2 separate regions of the Ovis aries genome follow, and region 1 is linked to region 2. The links are chromatin contacts, called in public Hi-C maps. All regions are on one chromosome and are shown on one strand. The core of a region is the stretch at or near the end of the contact, and the rest is flanking DNA. Distances in the headings are between cores, read along the strand shown.

What was found. Hi-C and Micro-C count contacts between places; a contact is called where the count stands out from the background.
Region 1: a contact with region 2 is called in a Hi-C map of liver, with 2.3 times the contacts expected there. The contact joins two enhancer-like sites. A contact is called at or near these places in 4 of 16 Hi-C or Micro-C datasets (hypothalamus, liver, muscle and 1 more).

The regions. Positions count from the first base shown.
Region 1 is chr11:45,014,843-45,018,513 of ARS-UI_Ramb_v3.0, reverse strand. The region is part of intron 4 of GOSR2 (golgi SNAP receptor complex member 2); the gene reads left to right. Among named protein-coding and RNA genes, the nearest start is that of GOSR2, 15 kb to the left of the region's middle. Within about 2 kb of position 1,828, at least 4 of the 54 cell types and tissues checked have an H3K27ac peak or open chromatin away from gene starts, as enhancers often do. A contact at or near this core is called in liver, where this site is marked.
Region 2 is chr11:44,923,059-44,926,957 of ARS-UI_Ramb_v3.0, reverse strand. LOC101120000 (leucine-rich repeat-containing protein 37A3-like) reads left to right here. Exons shown (of 17, transcript XM_042256823.2): 8 at 3,687-3,758. Among named protein-coding and RNA genes, the nearest start is that of RDM1, 30 kb to the left of the region's middle. Within about 2 kb of position 2,462, at least 2 of the 54 cell types and tissues checked have an H3K27ac peak or open chromatin away from gene starts, as enhancers often do. A contact at or near this core is called in liver, where this site is marked.

The DNA.
Region 1 (3,671 bases), core at 579-3,078, 92 kb before region 2:
GTCTCACTGGCAGGGTCTTAAAGTCATTCCACGTCTCTGGGCTTCTGTTTCTTCATCTAAAACAAGGATAATTCCATAACTACAGCATAAGCTTAGAGTGGGGCCTAAGCGAGCTTAGAATGAAGAGTTTGCAAAGTGGAAAGCATTGATCAGTATTAGTTCTTTCCTCCCTTCAATTTTACAGACTTTTCTTCCCTGCTCAGGTGGATAGTCCCATTGTGAACACTGTTGGGCCTTTAATAGAAACCAGTCTCTGCTCTCTGTAGTCAGTCTGTCTAATCGGAGGGAGGAATAAGCTACAGATAAAATAGCCAAAGGACAAAAGCAAACCTCCCACTGCACCAAGGGAAAACCAGGTAAATGAACAATCAGAAGAAGGCAGGTTAGTAAGGCATTAGAGACAACCTTTAGGAGAAGCCTAGAGAGTGTAGTATTTCCAGGACTTCCCTGGGGGTCCAGTGGTTAAGACTTTGCCTTCCAGTGCAGCAGGAGTGAGTTTGATCCCTCATCGGGAGCTAAGATCCCGCATGCCCCGTGGCCAAAAAAACCAAAGCATGAAACAAGCAATATTATAACAAATTCAATAAAAGACTTTAAAAATGGTCCACATCAAAAAGTAAAATAAAAAATTTTTTCCTGAGTTGGGGGAATGATGCAGAGGAGGCAGGGATGAACAGACTTGTGTGGTGGAACCCATTTGGAGACTGAGAAGTCTGAGAATTGTACTTCCTCTGAGTGAACAGAGGCTGCCCCAGATCTCCGCTTTGCTTTTTAGTCTCCGTCAGGTTCCTTTGATTCTTGAACCGTTTCCTCTGGCAGTTCTTCAGCTTGAGCTTGACCAAGAGGCAGAGTGGTCAGTTGAGGTGGGGACACCAGGAGCTGAGCAGCAGCAACGTTAATCAAGTGCCTGCGTTTCTTTCACAGGACTCTGACACCACCATACCAATGGATGAATCACTGCAGTTTAACTCCTCCCTCCAGAAAATTCACCACGGCATGGATGACCTCATTGGAGGCGGGCACAGTATTCTGGAGGGACTGAGGGCCCAGAGAGTGACCCTGAAGGTGGGGGCCCTTCCGGGGGGACAGGGAGAAGGCCTTGTGTTTTGACTTTAGCCAGCAGTGTGGAACCTGCATTTACCTTTTGGTCACGTAGCCCTGGACTGTGATGCTGTGATGGTGAGACAGAGCCTTTGAGTTTGGGATCCTTTTTGCTGGAAGTGGATTATTATGAGTCCAAAAGTAGCCGAATTCCCTTTGCCAGTAGGTATTTACTGTGTTTACAGTGAACCATAATGTGGCATCTTTCAGTATCCAGGTGTTTTTCCATTTCCTGAACTGAACAGAAAGTGACTGCCGCTGTGAGAGGAAGCAGTAATGGGCCAAGAAATTCTGTGATAGAATTCACTCTCAGAAGAAGGAAGACACGGCTTTACTTGGCGTCTCACTCACTCTTGGGTGTTTGCCGTGCAGCCCCTGTGGTGGGCCGAGACCTCTGTTGTGCAGTAGCTGCAGCCCCCCAGGGGAGGGTCTTAGGGCTGCCCGGGTTGATTGGCGGTGGCTTCTGGAGCACAGGCTAGTGACCCCCAGTGACTCTGCTTCATTCTCTTTAGTAACAGGTATTCCTAGAAACCCTGCCGCATTGGCTGAGACTCAGACCCCTAGGGAGTGGTTTACAGAAACATTACACAGCCTCTGATGTCAGTCATGATGTTTCAGCCTCAGCCCTTTTCCTGTATCAACCCTGGTGGATAATGGGGTGTGAACTGTGCCTGTTATCAGGGTGTGGTCCCTTGTGCACAGAGCCCTCCCAGCCCCTGAGCTATGAGAAGCAGTCACTCGGAAGTGTGAGCTTTATCTTAGTTTTTGTTGGACCATGTCGAGCCTGTCAGCTCTGCAGGACTTTAGCATGTTTCTGAGCATCGCCTACCACCTTTACCTGGGAGGAGGTCAGGCAGGCCTGGAATGACACTTACCTTGCTGATGGCCACAGCGCTTCAGACAGTCTGGAAGCGTGGTCTCTGACAGCTCCACAGGCACCCCCTTGCAGGACAGCCACCTGCAGTCATCTAAGCTGATGTGTGTGTGTGTTTAGTTGCTCAGTTCTGTCTGACTCTTTGTGACCCCATGAACTGTAGCCCACCAGTTTCCTCTGTCCACATTTTTTTTTCAGGCAAGAATACCGGAGTGGGTTGTCATTTCCTCATTTCCTCCTCCAGGGGATCTTCCCGACCCAGGGATCGAACCCGCATCTCCTCTGTCTCCTGTATTGCAGGCGGATTCTTTACCCACTGCGCCATCAGGGAACCCCAGTCTAAGCTAATACATGAGGGTTAATCCTCCCTTTCTTCAGAAAGCTGCTGGCTTCCTCCCCATATCTCAGAAAAACAAACTTTTTTAGGATGAGACTCATAGCCTCAACACTCAGCGTCGAACTGGTTGGGCTCAGGGCTTATTGTTAAAGCAGATGTCAGCTTCCTACCGAAGTCTGGTGTCACCAAAGAGCCCAAACAACTGCCCTAACACTGTCCCCAGAGATGAAGCGCTGGGAAGCCTGGCGGGTGGGCAGTCAGGGGTTGGAGTGTGAGGTTTCTGATCTGTTTCCTCTGCGGATCTGCCGTACCGCTTCCTTCTGCCTGCCCCACTGCTGTCAGGCAAGCTTCTGCCTAAACCATTTGAAAAGAACAGAGGAAGCATGAAGGAGCCAGACCTTGACTTGGGGAAATTGGTGGTAGAAAATGAGTAGTGTTTTTGAGATGTATGTTAACTTTCCAGTGATTTTTGAAGTTGATATTTGAATTTCATAGAGTGATGGAATAATCTCTTCTTTCTTAGCTAAGCAGAGTCTTGAGTGAGAGTCTAATGCTGATCATCACTGTTGTGGCGAAAACGTGTCTCTGACCTCCTCTGGCAGAGGTGAAGTTTGACCTGAGAGCCTCTTCTCTCAGTTGCCTGATACTGTGTTCACTTAAGTAGACACGGGACCTTAGGTTAGATGCCTCCATACACATACAATGGGTGACGTGTAAGTTGAGGTCCACCCAGCATTCATCTATTATTTCATATAAAATTGAATATGCTTAAAAATGAAAATTAGAAAGCAGAGAGAAAGGGCAGCCTGGGTGGTATGGACTGTTGGTTTAGGAATAAAATACCCTTTTGTTTTGGGTGGTGGGCGGTGACATGTATATGTGGGGTTTCAGGTCGTGGTACTGGGGTCTGGTAGCTGTGTTTCTCTGGCTCCGCCTTGCCTGCTTCAGACGCTCTCCTGAACGTGGACATAGGCTCTGCTCAGCAGAGTTCCTGAGTGTCCACAGCGCACACAGACTGATAGCAAGCATCTTAGAGCCAGAGGGCAGAGGAAAAGTTTCTTTGATGTTGCCTTTCATTTTTCAATATGAAAAGTGAAAGTGTTGGTTGCTCAGTCGTGTCCGACTCTTTGCAACCCCGTAGACTGTGGTTCACCAGGCTTCTTTGTCCATGGACAAGAATACTAGAGTGGGTTGCCATTTCCTTTTCCAGAGCATCTTCCCGGCCCCAGGATCAAATCCTGGTCTCCCATATTGCAGGCCAATTCTTACCATCTGAGCCACCAGGGAAGCCCATTTTTTCTTTTTAAATATAAAATATTCTAATTTAGAACTTCTTTGTGGAGGTATGGTGTGCATACA
Region 2 (3,899 bases), core at 1,213-3,712:
GTTTACAGAAATAGACATATAAGAAATGCCCCTAGCTTCACTAGGTACAAAACAAAAATCTCTCCAGCCTCTGTTTTTTGGCCACACTGTGTGGCTTGCAGGATCTTAGTTCGTCCACCCGGGACTGAATCCAGGCCCCTGGCAGTGGAAGTGCTGAGTCCTAACCACTGGACCTCCAGGGAATACCCTCTGTAGCTTCTTTATCCAAGAAGAAATGCTTGCATAATGTTTTTGTTTATTTGGGATAAGGAGATACCATGTTCTTTGCTTTAAAAGCTCAATTTTTGTCCTTTGTCCATGGCATCCAAGATGTGTATGTTATTAACCCTTATTAAGCCAATTTATGATGCTGTTTAACAAGTAGATTATTTTTGCAAATATAAAAGAGTTAAGGGAGATGAGTATATAAAGAATCTCACCTCACCCTAACAATAGCTCTTTAATTATCAAATCTTCAAAGCCTTAAGGGCAACCATTTTCTTTTCTCCTGTCTGGGCTCCAAACCTTACAAACACGGTTTGGAGAAAAACAAAGATAATTACTCAGTGGATTAGGCCCTTCGTTCAGCTCAGTTCAGTCGCTCAGTCGTGTCCGACTCTTGGCGACCCCATGAATTGCAGCATGCCAGGCCTCCCTGTCCATCACCAACTCCCGGAGTTCACTCAGACTCACGCCCATCAAGTCAGTGATGCCATCCAGCCATCTCATCCTCTGTCGTCCCCTTCTCCTCCTGCCCCCAATCCCTCCCAGCATCAGAGTTTTTTCCAATGAGTCACTCTTCGCATGAGGTGGCCAAAGTACTGGGGTTTCAGCTTTAGCATCATTCCTTCCAAAGAAATCCCAGGGCTGATCTTCAGAATGGACTGGTTGGATCTCCTTGCAGTCCAAGGGACTCTCCAATACCACAGTTCAAAACCATCAATTCTTTGGCACTCAGCTTTCACCACAGTCCAACTCTCACATCCATACATGACCACTGGAAAAACCATAGCCTTGACTAGATGGACCTTTGTTGGCAAAGTAATGTCTCTGCTTTTGAATATGCTATCTAGGTTGGTCATAACTTTCCTTCCAAGGAGTAAGTGTCTTTTAATTTCATGGCTGCAATCACCATCTGCAGTGATTTTGGAGCCCCCCAAAATAAAGTCTGACACTGTTTCCACTGTTTCCCCATCTATTTCCCAAGAAGTGATGGGACCAGATGCCATGATCTTTGTTTTCTGAATGTTGAGCTTTAAGCCAACTTTTTCACTCTCCTCTTTCACTTTCATCAAGAGGCTCTTTAGTTCCTCTTCACTTTCTGCCATAAGGGTGGTGTCATCTGCATATCTGAGGTTATTGATATTTCTCCTAGCCATCTGGATTCCAGCTTGTGCTTCTTCCAGCCCAGCGTTCCTCATGATGTACTCTGCGTATAAGTTACATAAGCAGAGTGACAATATACAGCCTTGACGTACTCCTTTTCCTATTTGGAACCAGTCTGTTGTTCCATGTCCAGTTCTAACTGTTGCTTCCTGACCTGCATATAGGCTTCTCAAGAGGCAGGTCAGGGGGTCTGGTATGCGCATCTCTTTCAGAACTCTTCACAGTTTATTGTGGCCCTTCGTTACTTCTATGAAATACTTTATAAGCTGGTTATTTCATGTTAGCATCCATATGCTCATTCTTTTTTAAAAGTGTCAGTCAATAAAAAAGCTAAAAAGGAATATGCTAAGAACTTAGCCTAGTGTTGGAAACACAAAGGTGGTTAAGCTAGGATTCCTCCTAGCAATTCATGATCTCACAGAGAAAATAAACAGAAACTCAAACCATAACGACAAAGTGCTGTAGAGGCACAGAAGAGGGAGCCACACAGGAATAAAGCTACATTTCTTTTAAAACAGTCATTTTCTTCTTATTCACTCCCTACTTGTTGATTTTATAAATATTTGAGTTTGCTTTATGTCCATGTGTTGGCTGCAAGCATGATAGACAATGTGCATAAACGGGATCTAACCCATACATTCAAGGAGTTTTACGCTGAGAGAAAATGGGATGCAAAAATAGCTTTCTTTTTTAAAAAAAGGAAATGAATAAGGGTAATGAGAGCTGTAAGTAGGTGTTGGAGCATAGAAGAGGGCAGAAAGACTTCTAACTGGATCAGGGAAGATGTTGCTAAAGCAATGCCGTTCAAACGGAACCTTGAAGGGCCATTGGTATCATCAGATAGACATCTTGGGAAGAATAAGCTCGCGAAAGAAAATTGGGAGAAAGACAAAACACAGGAAAAACACTTTGATTACCCATAAAGTTCCAGTGGGGAGAGTAGGAGATGAGAGCCAGATTATCAAGGGCATTGGGGACCAAGCCCATAATATCATGCCAAGTGACTGTGTTACCACAGCAGTGCTCTAGGACAGAGAGCCTGCAGCAGAATTAGTCACCTGGAGGGCTTGTTGAAACACAAGCTCCACCTCTGTAGTTAATGATTCAATCCGTCCAGAGTAGGGCTGAGTATTTGTATCTTCAGTAAGTTCACAAATGGTGCTGGTATTTAAGGACTACTTCTGGAAATTGGCTCAGATGGTAAAGAATCTGCCTGCAATGAGGGAGACCTTGGTTCAATCCCTGGGTTGGGAAGAGGCCCTGGAGAAGGGAACGGCTCCCCGCTCCAGTATTCTGGCCTAGAGAATGCCGTGGTCTGAGGAGCCTGACAGGCTACAGCCCATGGGTTCACAAGGAGTCGGACACGACTGAGCAACTTTCACTTTCTGAAGAGTTAAACTGATGATCGTGTAGAGGCTGGCTTAGGAATGGAGAGAGCAGAGATAGAAACACCAGTCAGAAGACAGTTATACCCATCCAGGTGGAATGAGACACAAGCTGATATCAATGGAAACAGGATAGTCAGCTATAGTCAAGAGTGGGTATTTTCAAATAAAAATCAATATGATAGAAAGTATAATCCTGAATTAGGTAAAGTTACATATCAATGAGGGGAGTAACTTCCTTTCAGGTTGTATGAAAATATATCTTTTATTTCTGCTAGTACTGAATTAGCCTAGAAAAACAGAACTAAATTGGGAGGTGTGTAAATATAAGAAAATTACTTTTAATGTTAGAAAATGTAATTGGAGAATAAAAACTTTGAGCTCATAATCTAGAATTTGAAGAGACTACAAAAGGTGGGAATCTAATCAATTCTGCTGTCAGGAAAGATTACCTCCAAAATCTATCAAGATCTATAGTTGTAGCTCAAAGGGTAGAGAATCTGCCTGCGAGGCAGGAGACCAAGGTTTGATCCCTGGGTTGAGAAGTTCCTCTGGAGAAGGGAATGGCAATCCACTCCAGTGTTCTTGCCTGGAGAATTCCATGGACAGAGAAGCCTGGCAGGCTACAGTCCATGGGGTCGCAAAGAGTTGGACATGACTGAGTGACTAACAGTCCATAGTGATAGCTGCCTTCCAGGTGATTATGATATAAACTTTAAAAAAGTTCTATAGTTATATATTTTATTTACAGAGATTTCTTGAGAGAGGTGAAGGCAGGGTTAGGGACTCTGGAAGGTTCAAATAACAATTCCTAAGGTTTGGAGTTTAGACCCAAGCTATGTATTTATTATTATCATTCTAACCTCTACTAGTTATTCCTATTAAATAGATATCTAATAGCTAATTGAGGCAATATTTTCCTTTTACTTTTCCTAGAGATTTATCCTGCAATAAAATACAGTCTATTGAAAGACGTTCATTTGAACCACTTCCTTTTTTGCAGTTTATGTAAGTTACAAATATAACTTCATTATATTTGGAATTTTTAGAAAACTTAATTTTTATCAAATTAATTTGTTACTCATTTTAAAATATCATTAAAATTATATAACAAGTCTTTTTTTGTCTCTGGCAAATATTGAGTGTGAG